2 separate regions of the Zea mays genome follow, and region 1 is linked to region 2. Evidence: chromatin contacts called from public Hi-C data. All regions are on one chromosome and are shown on one strand. Each heading gives the region's core, a stretch centred on a gene start, on an enhancer-like site or on the middle of the called end of the contact. The rest is flanking DNA. Distances are from core to core; before and after follow the strand shown. Region 1 holds the start of LOC100273396 (Actin-7). Region 2 holds the start of LOC100273700.

What was found. A called contact is a pair of places that touch in the nucleus more often than the background predicts.
Region 1: a contact with region 2 is called in a Hi-C map of ear, with 4 times the contacts expected there. The contact joins the promoter of LOC100273396 here to the promoter of LOC100273700 in region 2. A contact is called at or near these places in 11 of 25 Hi-C or Micro-C datasets (bundle sheath, ear, endosperm and 3 more) and 1 of 3 datasets of contacts at active chromatin or transcription factors (leaf).

The regions. Positions count from the first base shown.
Region 1 is chr3:180,678,914-180,685,865 of Zm-B73-REFERENCE-NAM-5.0, reverse strand. It overlaps LOC100273396 (Actin-7), which reads left to right and starts at 2,989. Exons shown (of 5, transcript NM_001415954.1): 1 at 2,989-3,116; 2 at 3,906-3,986; 3 at 4,073-4,466; 4 at 4,554-5,167; 5 at 5,276-5,780. The coding sequence starts at 3,930. The coding sequence ends at 5,341.
Region 2 is chr3:180,477,483-180,483,824 of Zm-B73-REFERENCE-NAM-5.0, reverse strand. It overlaps LOC100273700, which reads left to right and starts at 1,327. Exons shown (of 11, transcript NM_001148112.2): 1 at 1,327-1,978; 2 at 2,064-2,138; 3 at 2,233-2,294; 4 at 2,388-2,454; 5 at 2,700-2,813; 6 at 2,906-2,992; 7 at 3,118-3,188; 8 at 3,315-3,380; 9 at 3,557-3,643; 10 at 3,751-3,826; 11 at 3,954-4,559. The coding sequence starts at 1,772. The coding sequence ends at 4,079. It overlaps LOC100282070 (bolA-like protein), which reads right to left. Exons shown (of 3, transcript NM_001154983.2): 2 at 6,335-6,342; 3 at 5,546-6,214. The coding sequence ends at 6,013.

The DNA.
Region 1 (6,952 bases), core at 1,740-4,239, 200 kb before region 2:
ATATATATATATATATATATATATATATATATAACACATAAACGCGGAATCACTATTTATGACAAAATAAAAAGATTTTTTAGTCAGCACTGAAGTGCAGGCCTGTTTGGATAGTTCCATGTTTTTCAGCTTCGTTTAATATCATTTTAGCCAAATAGATACAGTCTACAAATTCTGTTTTAGAAACAAAATCAAAGCTGAGAGAACACTGAACACATACAAAGGTGCTCTAGAAACTCTATTGCGCCACCTCCGAACGGCGATGCCACTGAAAGTAGGCCATGTGCTTCCCAGGCTGTTGAATTGTCCGGCAGCAGCAGCTTAGCTGTTTCTCACACTAATGCGGCTATAAAGATAAAATATTATAGAAGCAGTAGCAGTAGCTGAATTAAAACCACAATAAACCACAGCGAACAAAATACTTTAGCAGCTGCAATCCATTGTTTGCTTGCAAACCATCTCGTGGGTGCAGAACTTTTGCTTTGTTTAGCGCTGTTCATCGCAATGGAAGGCTGAAATGACGCGGAAGCCTGAAGCGCCTTTTTTTTTTGACTCGGACGTTGGAATGTGGGAGCTGAAATGAATTATTGCCTCGCGTAATGGCTTCTCCCCGGACCTTCCACTACCGGAATCACCACAGCGACGCGTGTGCAGCAGCCCGTGTTGCTCGACGGAGTTGCAGCTGCAGCCTGCAGGACGCCAATAATGCAGCCACTATTGCTGAAAGCACCAGGCTATTATTGTGCGGCAAATTAAGCCGGCGCTGTTGGCTATGGTATGCTGGTGAGTCGGGCGTGACCGCGTGAGGCGAATTTGCGTATCGCCTTATCATGCGCTCGAGTGCTGAAAGCACCGACGATGTATCACCACCCCCACCACCACCCCCACCCGCATTGGCCCCGGCTCGGCTCACCGGTGCACTGATGCACGCCGCTGTTCCGGTGTCAGAGGAAGGAAAGGAAACCGACGGAATCGCGTCAGGATCGACGTGCGAATTATTGCCACTTTGAGAAGCTGGAAAAAAGTCCATGATTGGACTTGTTAACTCCGGGAGTTTGGTTTCGCGCTTTCTGCGGTCCTTAAGCTAGAGTGATTCGGCGGTGGTGCTGGTGTTGGTGCGGGCAGTTTCGTCACAGATAATATTGCTGTCGATCCCACGCCCTCGAAACTATCGCGTTTGATAAGTACGAGGGCTCCAATTGCCGCGCTCCTTGTTGGGATCCCGAGTCACGAGGCATGAGACGGTTTACCACTCGGTAGTATAACTAACATGGTATACCTCGTAATTAGTCGTTTTGTAGCCTCTAGCGTAGTGGTTAAGACCGAGTAGCACCTTCAGGTTTCGAGTTTAATCTCTATCGAAGACATTTTCTTCGATTTGATTTAAAAAATGTTCTCGTTTTGTCCCGTTCGCTTCCGGGTTACGTCTTACGCGTCGCCGTCACCCTCCAGTTAGCGGCTAGGACGTTGCAGAGTGGACGATGAAGGTACGCTAGTGATGAGGACCAGGGTTTGGAGATTTTCTCGGCCGATACTATGTTTTGGTATCTTCTTAATATTTAATATCAGGAGGACGATTTGTCCCTCTCCGGCCGAATTTTTTTAAGTCGTTTGGGGGGAGGGGTGTGAAAGACTCCCTAGAGTAATGATCAAGGCTTCTGAGTAGCACCTACAGGTCCCGATTTCGATGTGGACGAATTACAGGTTTAGTTAAAAAATCTCCTCGTTATGTTCCGTTCGCTTCCAGATTATGTATTGTGTGTCACACTCTAACCAGGAGTCTGGGACGTTGTAGAGTGGATGTTGATAGCCCGCTAGTGATGAGGACCAAGATTCCGAGATTTTCTCGGTTGAAACCATATTTTTTGTTAGGGCGATGTGTTCCTCACCAGCGAGATTTTTTTAAGTCGTTTTGGGGGGGCAAATGCGCCAGACACGTGCGCCACATGCACCAGACAGGGGTGCTAGAAATCGCGATCATCTGATGCGGATTCGTTTGGAGTGCGAGCAATGGTCGACGGTGAACTTGCCTGTCTCGTGGCCTCTGCTGACTCCACTCTACCGTGAAAGATCTTTGGCCTCGGATCGCACTTGGTAACAAAAGGGGTGAAAAGAATTTATCTCGAAAGTGGAGCATGATACGTCTTCCCTCCAGAAATATCGCATTTGGATCTGCTAGAGAGAGAGGGAGAGAGAAAAGACGATAGTGTGTTAGGCTGTTCCGCTCCGACTATTTGGACTGCCTGGACTCGAGAGCGAATATAACAAGACTGCATTACTGTTACTGGTTCTCGTAGCTAGTAGCTAGTCGTCGGAGGTGAGTAACTGCTGACGTTGAACCTGCCTGCCTTTGTCGCTCTGCTGTGAAATCGCGATAGATCTTTGAGCTCAGATCGCACCTGACCTGGTAATAAAGGGGTGAGGGAACTGGAGACTCGAGAGTGGAACGTGATGCGGGCTTCCTCTCATCCTCTGAAAACGAATAGCGCGACTATTGGACTGGCCGGATGCGAACGGAAACGGCAACCATCGGCCCAGCTCAATGGGTCCTGGAGCCTTTGGGCCAGCGGGAACAAATCTGTGGGCCTACAAAACGTTTATGGCCTTTTTTTTACTAGAAGTGACGAACCTTCTTCTCGACTTCTGTTGGCGACCGTAACGATGAATGGGCTGAACCAGTAGCGCTAGTTGTTTTTTTTTTTGAACCGTCCTGCTCTGCTACGGCTACTCTGCCTGCGACGTCTGGGTCCACCAACCCACGGAGCATAGCCGCCGCCGTGCCCTGCCATCCGACGGGGACGTGGTCGGATTCGACACCGAAACCTTTGCGGTCCGATGCCGCCTGCGCTGTTGTTTGCTGCGTCTCCATTGACCAGGCAGCAGGGGCGAGGCGAGGTCAGAGCGAGCGAGCTGTTGGTGTTGGCCGGGTCGTCCCTGCGCTCGGGACCGCTGCCGCTAAAGCACACGCCCAGCGCCCGCAGACCAGTCACACACACATACTTCGGCTGCTGCTCTCCCATTTGTCTCACCTCGCTCTCACGCCTGCCTGCGTCACCGGAAGCGACCCCGCGGGCGAGCGATCCGATCCCCTTCGCGGCCTCGTCAACGACGCCGAGGTATAGCCGTATTTCTCCCTTGCTCTGGCACCGATTTTGTTCCGAGGAAGTGATCGGCTGTAGGCTTTCGTTTCGATAGACCCCCCCGCTCGAGCTTCCCGTCGCTGCTGACTTCGATTTTTTTCGTGTCCATTTTTCTGTTTTTTGTCATGTTTGTCTCGGCTCTGGAGTTCGGATAGGCGGTGTGGTACGGTTTTCAACTTTAATAAACTACCGTCATATGTGTAGTCGTGTGCTCTCCTATGTGTCATCATGATTACTATAGTACCTCTGTGATGTTTGATTGGATGCTCTGTTTTATGTTTATGTGATGAACTTCATGTCGAGTTTGGCCAGTTACTCAGTCAGTTCATAGGAGCACATATGATTCAGCATGCAATAAGATGTGTGCTACGCCGAACCCGTAAATTGTTTTCAGGTCACTCTGTGAAGAACTGGAGATGATCTTAAGCAGTGAAAAATCACACGATCACACTCTCAAACATTCAGCTAACCATTTTCCTCAACCAAATTCCCCTCCCCCGTGATCCTCCTAGTGTCAGCCATCCCTGCGGACTGCTTGGAAACTTATAAGTCAATTATCAGGGTTTTTTTACACAAATTTGAGTATCAGTTTCTTAATCATGAGCAGTTGTGCACATTAGTTTTGACTGACGACTGGCATATTGCAATGGCGGCGGCGGCGGCATGCTTCTTTTGTGGGGTTTACCATTGCAGCGGCGGCGGCATGCTTCTTTTGTGGGGTTTACCTGACTCCATGGACACTTTAACGATTAACACCGAGTATAGCATTCTGCTGCAGAACACTGAGGAATGGCTGAAGAGGATGTCCAGCCCCTTGTGTGCGACAATGGCACTGGAATGGTTAAGGTTCGTTCTCCTGTCCAGCAGCCAATCCTTTTGCCTGTCTATTCATTACTGATCTAATAAACTGATGGGATCTTGATGCCAAACAGGCAGGTTTCGCTGGTGACGACGCGCCGAGGGCAGTCTTTCCCAGCATCGTAGGCAGGCCACGCCACACTGGCGTGATGGTGGGCATGGGCCAAAAGGATGCATACGTGGGCGACGAAGCCCAGTCCAAGAGAGGCATTCTGACGCTCAAGTACCCAATCGAGCACGGCATTGTGGGCAACTGGGATGACATGGAGAAGATCTGGCACCACACCTTCTACAACGAGCTCCGTGTGGCGCCTGAGGAGCACCCTATACTGCTGACCGAGGCTCCTCTGAACCCCAAGGCCAACAGGGAGAAGATGACCCAGATCATGTTTGAGACGTTCAGCTGCCCGGCAATGTATGTGTCCATCCAGGCCGTTCTTTCCCTGTACGCCAGTGGACGAACGACTGGTACGTTACGTTGCTGCATCGAACCTGTTTCATGTCAGCATTCGAATAGCAGTACGTGTAGTGAGTGGCGACAATCTTTCTGTGCAGGTATTGTGCTCGACTCTGGTGACGGCGTGAGCCACACTGTCCCCATCTACGAAGGGTACACGCTTCCTCATGCTATTATTCGATTGGACCTTGCCGGTCGTGACCTCACCGACAACCTGATGAAGATCCTCACCGAGAGGGGTTACTCCTTCACCACGACAGCCGAGCGAGAGATTGTCAGGGACATCAAGGAAAAACTTGCCTACGTTGCACTTGATTACGAGCAGGAGCTGGAGACGGCCAGGACCAGCTCCACCGTCGAGAAGAGCTACGAGCTGCCCGATGGCCAGGTCATCACAATCGGCGCAGAAAGGTTTAGGTGCCCTGAGGTGCTATTCCAGCCATCCTTCATTGGCATGGAATCTCCTGGCATCCATGAAGCCACGTACAACTCCATCATGAAGTGCGACGTCGATATCAGAAAGGACCTGTACGGTAATGTTGTCCTCAGTGGTGGCTCCACTATGTTCCCTGGCATCGGTGACCGCATGAGCAAGGAGATCACTGCGCTTGCCCCCAGCAGCATGAAGGTGAAGGTGGTTGCTCCGCCGGAGAGGAAGTACAGCGTTTGGATTGGTGGCTCCATTCTGGCCTCTCTCAGTACCTTCCAGCAGGTTGTTAGTTTGTTACTGTCTCAAAATCTAAATTCAACGTTTCTGCTTGCTTTGCAGTTCTAGTGTATATGAAGTTTGATTTATTAATCTTGTTATTGTGTTGTGTAGATGTGGATCTCCAAGGAAGAGTATGATGAATCTGGTCCAGGCATCGTCCACATGAAGTGTTTCTGAATTCTGGAGCTGTATATCTGTTATTTACTTATATTTTCAGTTAGTTGGGATGCTAGATTGTCCCATGGTTTCTCTAGCATTCTTGGTTCTTTCTAAATCATTGAAGGGCTGTTGGCCATGAAGCATTGTGAAAGATGGTTAGGTCGACTGATGTACTACATGAAGAAACATGTGTAACTTCAGTAGTACGGATGGTCAGGTCAGTGTTTTTTTTTTCAAGACCACCAGATCAGTGCGTTCCTGATATGCGCGATCTGGGTTTCTACACGACGCAAGGGTGCCGGCTGTCGCGTGTCGCCCATGCAGTTTGAGTCTTTGAGAGTTCAGTTGGTTTATGCACTTCTGTACGTGGTCATGGAATCATTCGCATTTGCGCCCCGCCGTGGCGTGGTTGTTGATTTATACTTGGATATGTTTGTTTTATTCCTTCTCATGAAACAGCTGTTGTTGTCTCTAAGTGCTAGTTTGGGAGATATAAACCCGGAGAGGATTGGAGGGGCTAAATTACCCTTCTTATTCAATTTTGAGTAAGAAGGGGAATTTAACTCCTTCAATTCCTTCCGGTTTTATGGCTCTCAAACTAGTCCTAAAGGGGTAAATTGTTTATCCTTCAGGACTTGTTTGGGTAATCTTGGATTGGAGTGGATTAAGGTGGTATAAGGTGTATTGAAGTGTAATATAAACTAATTTCCCTTTAAATTCCTAAAATACACTTCAATCCACCTCAATCCCTCTTTATCCAAACAAGGCCTCAACTGTTTTAGATACTGTTGGAGCAAACTTCATTTGCCTTGGATTTTACTTCGAGTACCATGCGAGTTCCCGAGTTAGCCAAAAGCCAAGATTAGCACGCTTGCATGACTTTGTGTTCCGTGTCCCCGAGAACTTCTGTTGTCATGTCGAGGCCCTATCTGTGAAGATGAAGGTTCAAAAGCTGATGGCAGGTTAGCAGATTCTAACTATGGCCTTATTCGGTTATTCCTATCACACGTAGATTAGATGAGATTGTAAAAAAATATAAAAGATTTTGACTTATTTGGTATTGAAATACGCTCAATCTCACCAAATTTATATGGATTGAGAGCAAAACAAACAAAACCTAAAGGCTAAGGGTATGTTTGGCAGGGCTTTGACTTACAAAAACAACTTTGGCTCTGAGTTTTTCTGAAAAGTAGTTTTTTTGCTAGAGTTAAAGCGTTTCGCAAATGGTGTGACACAAACATCTTATCGTAGAGCTAAAGCAAAGCCAAATCAGGTGAAAATATTATTTATGGCTTCTTCTCCGCGGTACAAAAATGACTCTAACTTTTAGTTGTTTTTAGGCCCGTTTCAATCTCACGGGATAAACTTTAGCTTCCTGCTAAACTTTAGCCATATGAATTGAAGTGCTAAAGTTTAGCTCCTTGGGGTGTTTGGACTACTTTAATAAAGTTTAACATATTGGAACAAAAAGACACCCATGCCCCTAATGCGGAGAGAGAGAATGGGGTTACAGGGTATGGGTGGAAAACGGGGTTCCCTGGCCCACGTTTAGCTACTTTTAGCACTCTTTGAGCAGCTTATTAAATAATATGTGCTAAATTTTATGGGTTTTTTTACATTGGTCCCCTT
Region 2 (6,342 bases), core at 78-2,577:
ACTTTTTATTGAACTTTACAATCTCAATGCTAAAAACAAGAATATCAATTTACATTGCAGATTTTATATCCTATTTATTCACAATCAAAGAATAAAGTTTAAAAATTACTATCCGAATAGGTACCCGTTTTCATCCCTATGGCGTGACGTCTCCTCATGCGTCTATAGAAGAGACACACTCTTTCTACTCTCACAACCAAGTCACAACTCACAGGTACTCTCGCTTAGAAGACATCTCCCTTCTACGCGCACACACTTGGCAATAGCAAGCCTCCGAAACGACCTGCATTTAAGTGTTTTACCTGCTAAGGTGAATGATAATCAATCACATTTTTTGGAATGTTCATGACACGACTCCTCACTCTTAGGAGACATCTCCATTCTGCGCACGTAAACTTGGGGAGAGCAGGCCTCCAAAACGACAGTCGTTTTAGTGTTCACCGATCACTTTTTAGAGAGTATCAACGATACCATTGCTCGTTTCATCTCTTTCCTGGTAGTGAGCTCCGTCGTTCGGTTGCTGATCGACACGGCTTCATTCCTGCACTGTATCAAACAAGGTGCCTACTCTGACTAACAATATATGCCCTTGGATATGATTCCTCTTTTCAGTTATATATATAGTTATGTTATATCCTATATTGATCATGTTTAACTTGCTAAGATTACACATTTTTCATACTTTCACCAAAACTATGTATATTGTTTTTGGATTAGAACATATAAAAATCTAATATATAACATGAAGCATGATCGTGCAACCTATCGACTTGGTTGATTGAACCTTACTAGTCTAATACTCATGTTTACGCTGCGGTCTCGGGAAGAAGAGCGGAAGGGGCAGACGACAGCGTGAGGTAGGGGCTGACGATGACGACGACAACGTGGGTAAGAGAGAGAGGGTGGAGGTCGATAGAAGCATGAGGGACCGGTGGCAACGCGAGCAAGGTGAGGGACGGCGGAGTCGTGGAAGGAGGAGGGAGGCAATGGCGTGTGAGAGATGAAGGGAGAAAGGATGAATGGATTATCTAAATAACATTAGTCATTAGATTTGAATCGATAAGAAAGAGAAGAGTTATGCAGCGATATGAATCATTAATTTTAAAGGTGTATTATGTGTGTAATTCGTTTGGTAGATTTAGTGGAGATTATAGATATGGGCTGATTTGGTTGGATAGCTTTTGTAAAGTTTTAACAAGGGCGAGCTGCCACTGACAACACACGAGCGGAGCCGTCTCGCTGTCAGGCCGTTGCTAATCCTAATCTCCCCCGTCCGCGTTGGGGCCTCCCCCTCGGGTTCCTGTCTGTACGCCACCACGGGACAAAGCCTCGCTCTCGTCTCTAATGCCAATCGCTCTCCCTTACCTTCCTACGCCCTGCCGCGCGCTACGTACGCCACCGGACCACCACCACAAGCGCTGGACGCGAGCGGCCCAGCCTGACGCAGCGCGGATAGAGGGATAGGCCTCGACGCCGATTCCGTTGGAGCTCCGCGACCCTTGGCTCCCAGCCTCACTTTCTCGCTCGCCGTGCTACCCTACCCCGCAGAGACACGTCCCGTCCCGTCCCGTCCCACCCTGTGCCAGCCAGCTCCCGACCGGCGCCCGCCCCGCGGGATCTTGTCTAATAATATACCGTGCGCGCGGGAGCAGCAGCTGGTTCGTCGTGCCCGCGCGCTCACTGCACTCCGTGATCACCACCACACCGCTATCCTGCTAGCTAGGTAGCTGAATTCGGAGCCAGGCTCGAGCGAGGGGAGGGCGGAGGCGAGATGGACCACGCGGCGGACGCGCACCGGACGGACCTGATGACCATCACGCGGCACGTGCTGAACGAGCAGAGCCGGAACCCCGAGTCCCGCGGCGACTTCACCATCCTGCTCTCCCACATCGTCCTCGGCTGCAAGTTCGTCGCCTCCGCCGTCAACAAGGCCGGGCTCGCCCAGCTCATCGGGCTCGCCGGCGAGACCAACGTGCAGGCAAGTGCGCTGTACGGCTAGCTAGTTTTTCCTTCAGAGAGATTGATCGAGATGTGACGATGCCGCTGCCTTGGTTGCTCGACAGGGAGAGGAGCAGAAGAAGCTGGACGTCCTGTCCAACGAGGTGTTCGTCAAGGCCCTCGTCAGCAGCGGTCGCACCGTACGAATATCCCTCCTTGTCCACCTGCGATTATTGTCCGTTTGAGTTCCGAGAGTGTTCTGCTTTCTGACTCGGCGCCCGCCGCGGTGTGCAGTGCGTCCTTGTGTCCGAGGAGGACGAGGAAGCAACGTTCGTGGACCCTAAGCTGCGTGGAAGGTGAGCAGACTGAACTTGTTAATTATTGACCTGCCCGTTTCTCTGATGAAATGTATGAATATGCGTCGCTTTTGTGTATCCCTAAAATTAAAGGTACTGCGTCTGCTTTGATCCCCTCGACGGCTCCTCCAACATCGACTGTGGCGTCTCCATCGGAACGGTATGGACACGAGAAATCTCTGGGTCCTTCAATTTAACGCAACGTTGAAATTTTCATCACGAGAAGTCTCAGGATAGCGACATCAAAATAAAGCAGACGAACTGTTCCTTTTTGCCAATCTTTTTTCTCTCTCTCTCTCTCTCCATCTCCATGTCTGTTCTTTAGCGTTTGTGTTTTAATTCAGCGTGCTTCATGTTTCTTTACATGAGTTTCCTCCAAGTAAGGTTTTTTGTTTTGTTTTGTAGATCTTTGGGATTTACATCATCAAGGACAAGGACAACGTCACTCTGGAGGACGTGCTGCAACCTGGCAAGAACATGCTCGCCGCCGGATACTGCATGTACGGCAGTTCCTGCACGGTAATAACCAATTAATTCTCTTGAACCCATCTTCTCCGAAGGTAATCATCTGTAACGAAATATAATTGACATGCGCAACCAATCTGATGCAGCTCGTTCTGAGCACTGGAACTGGTGTCAATGGCTTCACGCTCGACCCTTCACTTGGGGAGTTCATACTAACCCATCCAGACATCAAGGTTATATCTTCTCGTAGCTTCTTCGTTCAGTCCTTGTCATGCACGTGAAGTTGCTCGGGCAACAGAATACTTACTGATCACTGCCACTCATCTCCCTCTTTGCATTGTGACGCGCGCGCGCGCAGATACCTAAGAAGGGGAAGATCTATTCAGTCAACGAAGGGAACGCCAAGAACTGGGACGCGCCTGTTGCCAAGTACGTTTCGTCGTCTGTGACTGACTCCTGTCCATAGCACTTGCTCAAGAACTCCCCGCCTCTTCTTTTGTTTTTGAAACGATTAAACGAAGCTCCAGCTGTAGCTTACACCATAATAAACCACAGGTTTGTGGAGAAGTGCAAGTACCCCAAAGATGGCTCGCCACCAAGATCTTTGAGATACATTGGAAGGTGAGTCGATCGATCGATCTTTCACTATAGATCTCCACCAGTACAAAAATGAATGAACGTATGCATGCGGCCGTTTACATATGACGAAGGATGATGGTACTGTTGATAGCTTTATACTGCAACGACTAAAACACACTACTCGCTGATCGATGCTGATGGTTTGCTTTTATTAACAGTATGGTTGCTGACGTGCACCGTACCTTGCTATACGGCGGTGTGTTTTTGTACCCTGCTGACGAGAAGAACCCAAACGGAAAGCTCCGGTAATTAAGCTTCCGTTACCCCTCCAGACTCGCTCTCAGTCTCAGCTGCTCGTAACACACCACCCCGGCCCTGAACCTGTCTCGGTTGGTTTGCTTTGGTTTTGTAGTATCCTGTACGAAGTTTTCCCCATGTCGTTCCTAATGGAGCAGGCAGGAGGCCAGTCCTTCACAGGCAAAGAACGGGTAGGGTTTACGCCTCTCCATTTCCTATACAAAAAAAAAAGCACTTCTGCTCCCTCGTCATAGAATAGAACTGCTTGTTCACTTCTGCTTGGTTTGGGTACCTTTGATGCATTGGCACTGCATGCAGGCTCTTGATCTGATCCCAACCAAGATCCACGACAGGTCCCCGATATTCCTCGGAAGCTACGACGACGTGGAGGAGATCAAAGCGTTGTACGCCGAGCAGGCGAAGTCGAGCTCGGCTTCATCCTAAGTGAGGGTGTAAATCGACTTTTCCTGGCTTAATTTGTTGCTTACCTGATTCAGACATTCGTTTCCGTTTCCCTTGGTGTCGTCGTAAGTGTGACATTCAGTGCAATATGTATAGCAACTAAGGGACTCCGTAAAAGTTACATGCATCTCTAGCACCTAAAGCATTGCGTTATAACCAACCTAAAAAGAGGTGATCAGGTGTCATAGATGATGAAACTACTGTCGCAGGCTCTGCAAAAATGTATTGCGCATAGAGATCCCTGCAAAAAAAAAATATGGCCGTGTCATAAATTGTTCGATACTTGGAAGACCATAGTCGATCCTGTGTGATGTAAGGCCTGAAAACGCTCGAGTTGGACACTGACATGGAGTGCTGGATTATGGCATTTCACCAAAGCTGCCCTGTTTGGTTTGTTCATATTCTTAGAAGGGCTACTGCAACTCAAGGTTCAGGTTCAGTGAGGTGTTCCAAACACATCTGGGTGTTGTTTGGTTCAAGAAATGTAACGCAAATGGTAATGGTTTACGCTATCAAACATGATTTAACGTTATCAATTACCCATTACGTTACAAATATGTGAACCAAACGGCACCTTGGAGAGGAGGGAAAGATACGACGGCCCTTCTTGAGTTTCTTCCACAGAGAGGGCGGCAGTTCACCCACTCTATGATCAGCAAACAGCCCGCTGTGCAAACTCTCTTCTGCAGTAGCCGCAAGAAGAGCTTGCGGCGGGTACAAGGACACGGTTTCCAAATCGTAGCCAGAAAATCTGATCCACGTTGCCTGCCAAACTGTACTGCACACAAGCCGATCTTGCCGTGTACTCACCTGACGGTTCAAGGGTCCAAACGGTCGTGTCATCCTCCAGATCGTCGGCCGAGAAACCACTGTCAGCAATTAGGGGCCATAGGCGGAAGTAGTCGCTGAGAAGGTCCCCCTTGTCTTCGAAGTTATGGTCTGCAAGTATATATCAATACAAGCAAGGCATGCTACTACTCCATATTTCTATTGCCATCAGACGGAACTGTGTGCATACGTGCTAGCAACATGTGCAAATACAAGTCAGCTATGGTGCTGCCACGACCGATGTGCTGCTGTTCACGGGGGTCCATGCAAACGTGCACAGACACCTTGGAATATTTATGACAGAAAGAAATTACAACTCCAGCAGCCCCATATGCACAAAAAAGAGTATCGTCAGGTACTACAATGTACAATTCAATGCAATCGCTACAATATATACGATATAACATAGAAGCTTGCATAAATTATTTTCACAGCTTAAACTGTAAACTACTGCAGTTCCAGCACTAAAATACTTCCAGCCAGCTTTAGGCTATCTCCAGCAATCTACCCATCCCCGTACCTATATTCAAACTATAGTCTGTGAATAGTGTGGTCTAAAATAATGCAGAACACAGTGCTTTTGGTGATCATATGGGTTAATTACTGGATACAGTCTTATATCAGCAAGGACAACACATTCATCTTGATTGCGGCATCATCAATCAGGAAATTAAAATGTTGTGTAAACAAGATGCAGCCATCATCATCACACCCCACTCCCCACTGCAGACCATGATGGATACAGTAATCTAATCCACAAGGTTAAAGAATAAACCCCTTACCCCTACAAGCAAGGAAAGACATAGCAACAGTCAAATATAAAAATTCCAGGACTGAAAACCCCACCCTGGCAGAACATTAACAGCATGAACTGCAACACACAGTCTCGAGCAAACGACCAGGGCAGAAGCATCCAGAACACACACACAGTGACACAGAAGTTAAATGCACGGTGCAGAAGTTTCTAATCAGTCAAGGATAACATCCTGCAATTTAGCAAGTGCATCCGCCGCATTATTCAAGCAGATAGCCAATGTAATCGTGCATCGGCATATGGGATCAAACCGTTTTGGGGGGTGTTAAGCACTTAAGCCTGGGGCTTATCGGCGGCCGGCTCCGGCTGGGCCTGGGGCTGGGCCTGAGCCGGGGTGAGCGCCTTCTTGATGGAGACGGCGTGGATCTCCGCCATGTGAGACGCCAGCGCGGTGTTCACCATCCGGTGCCTCTCCAGCAGCCGCTTCCCCTCGAACTTCTCCGACACCACCTCGATCTCGTAGCTCGCGCCACACCTTCGCACCGACGAATCAATCAACGGCGCAACAAAGGACCCGCTCTTTGTTGGTTAGTCGACAACTGAAGATGCTAATTGAAAAAAAAAATAAAAGTTTAGGCATTGGAAGCGAGCTTACCCTCCGGA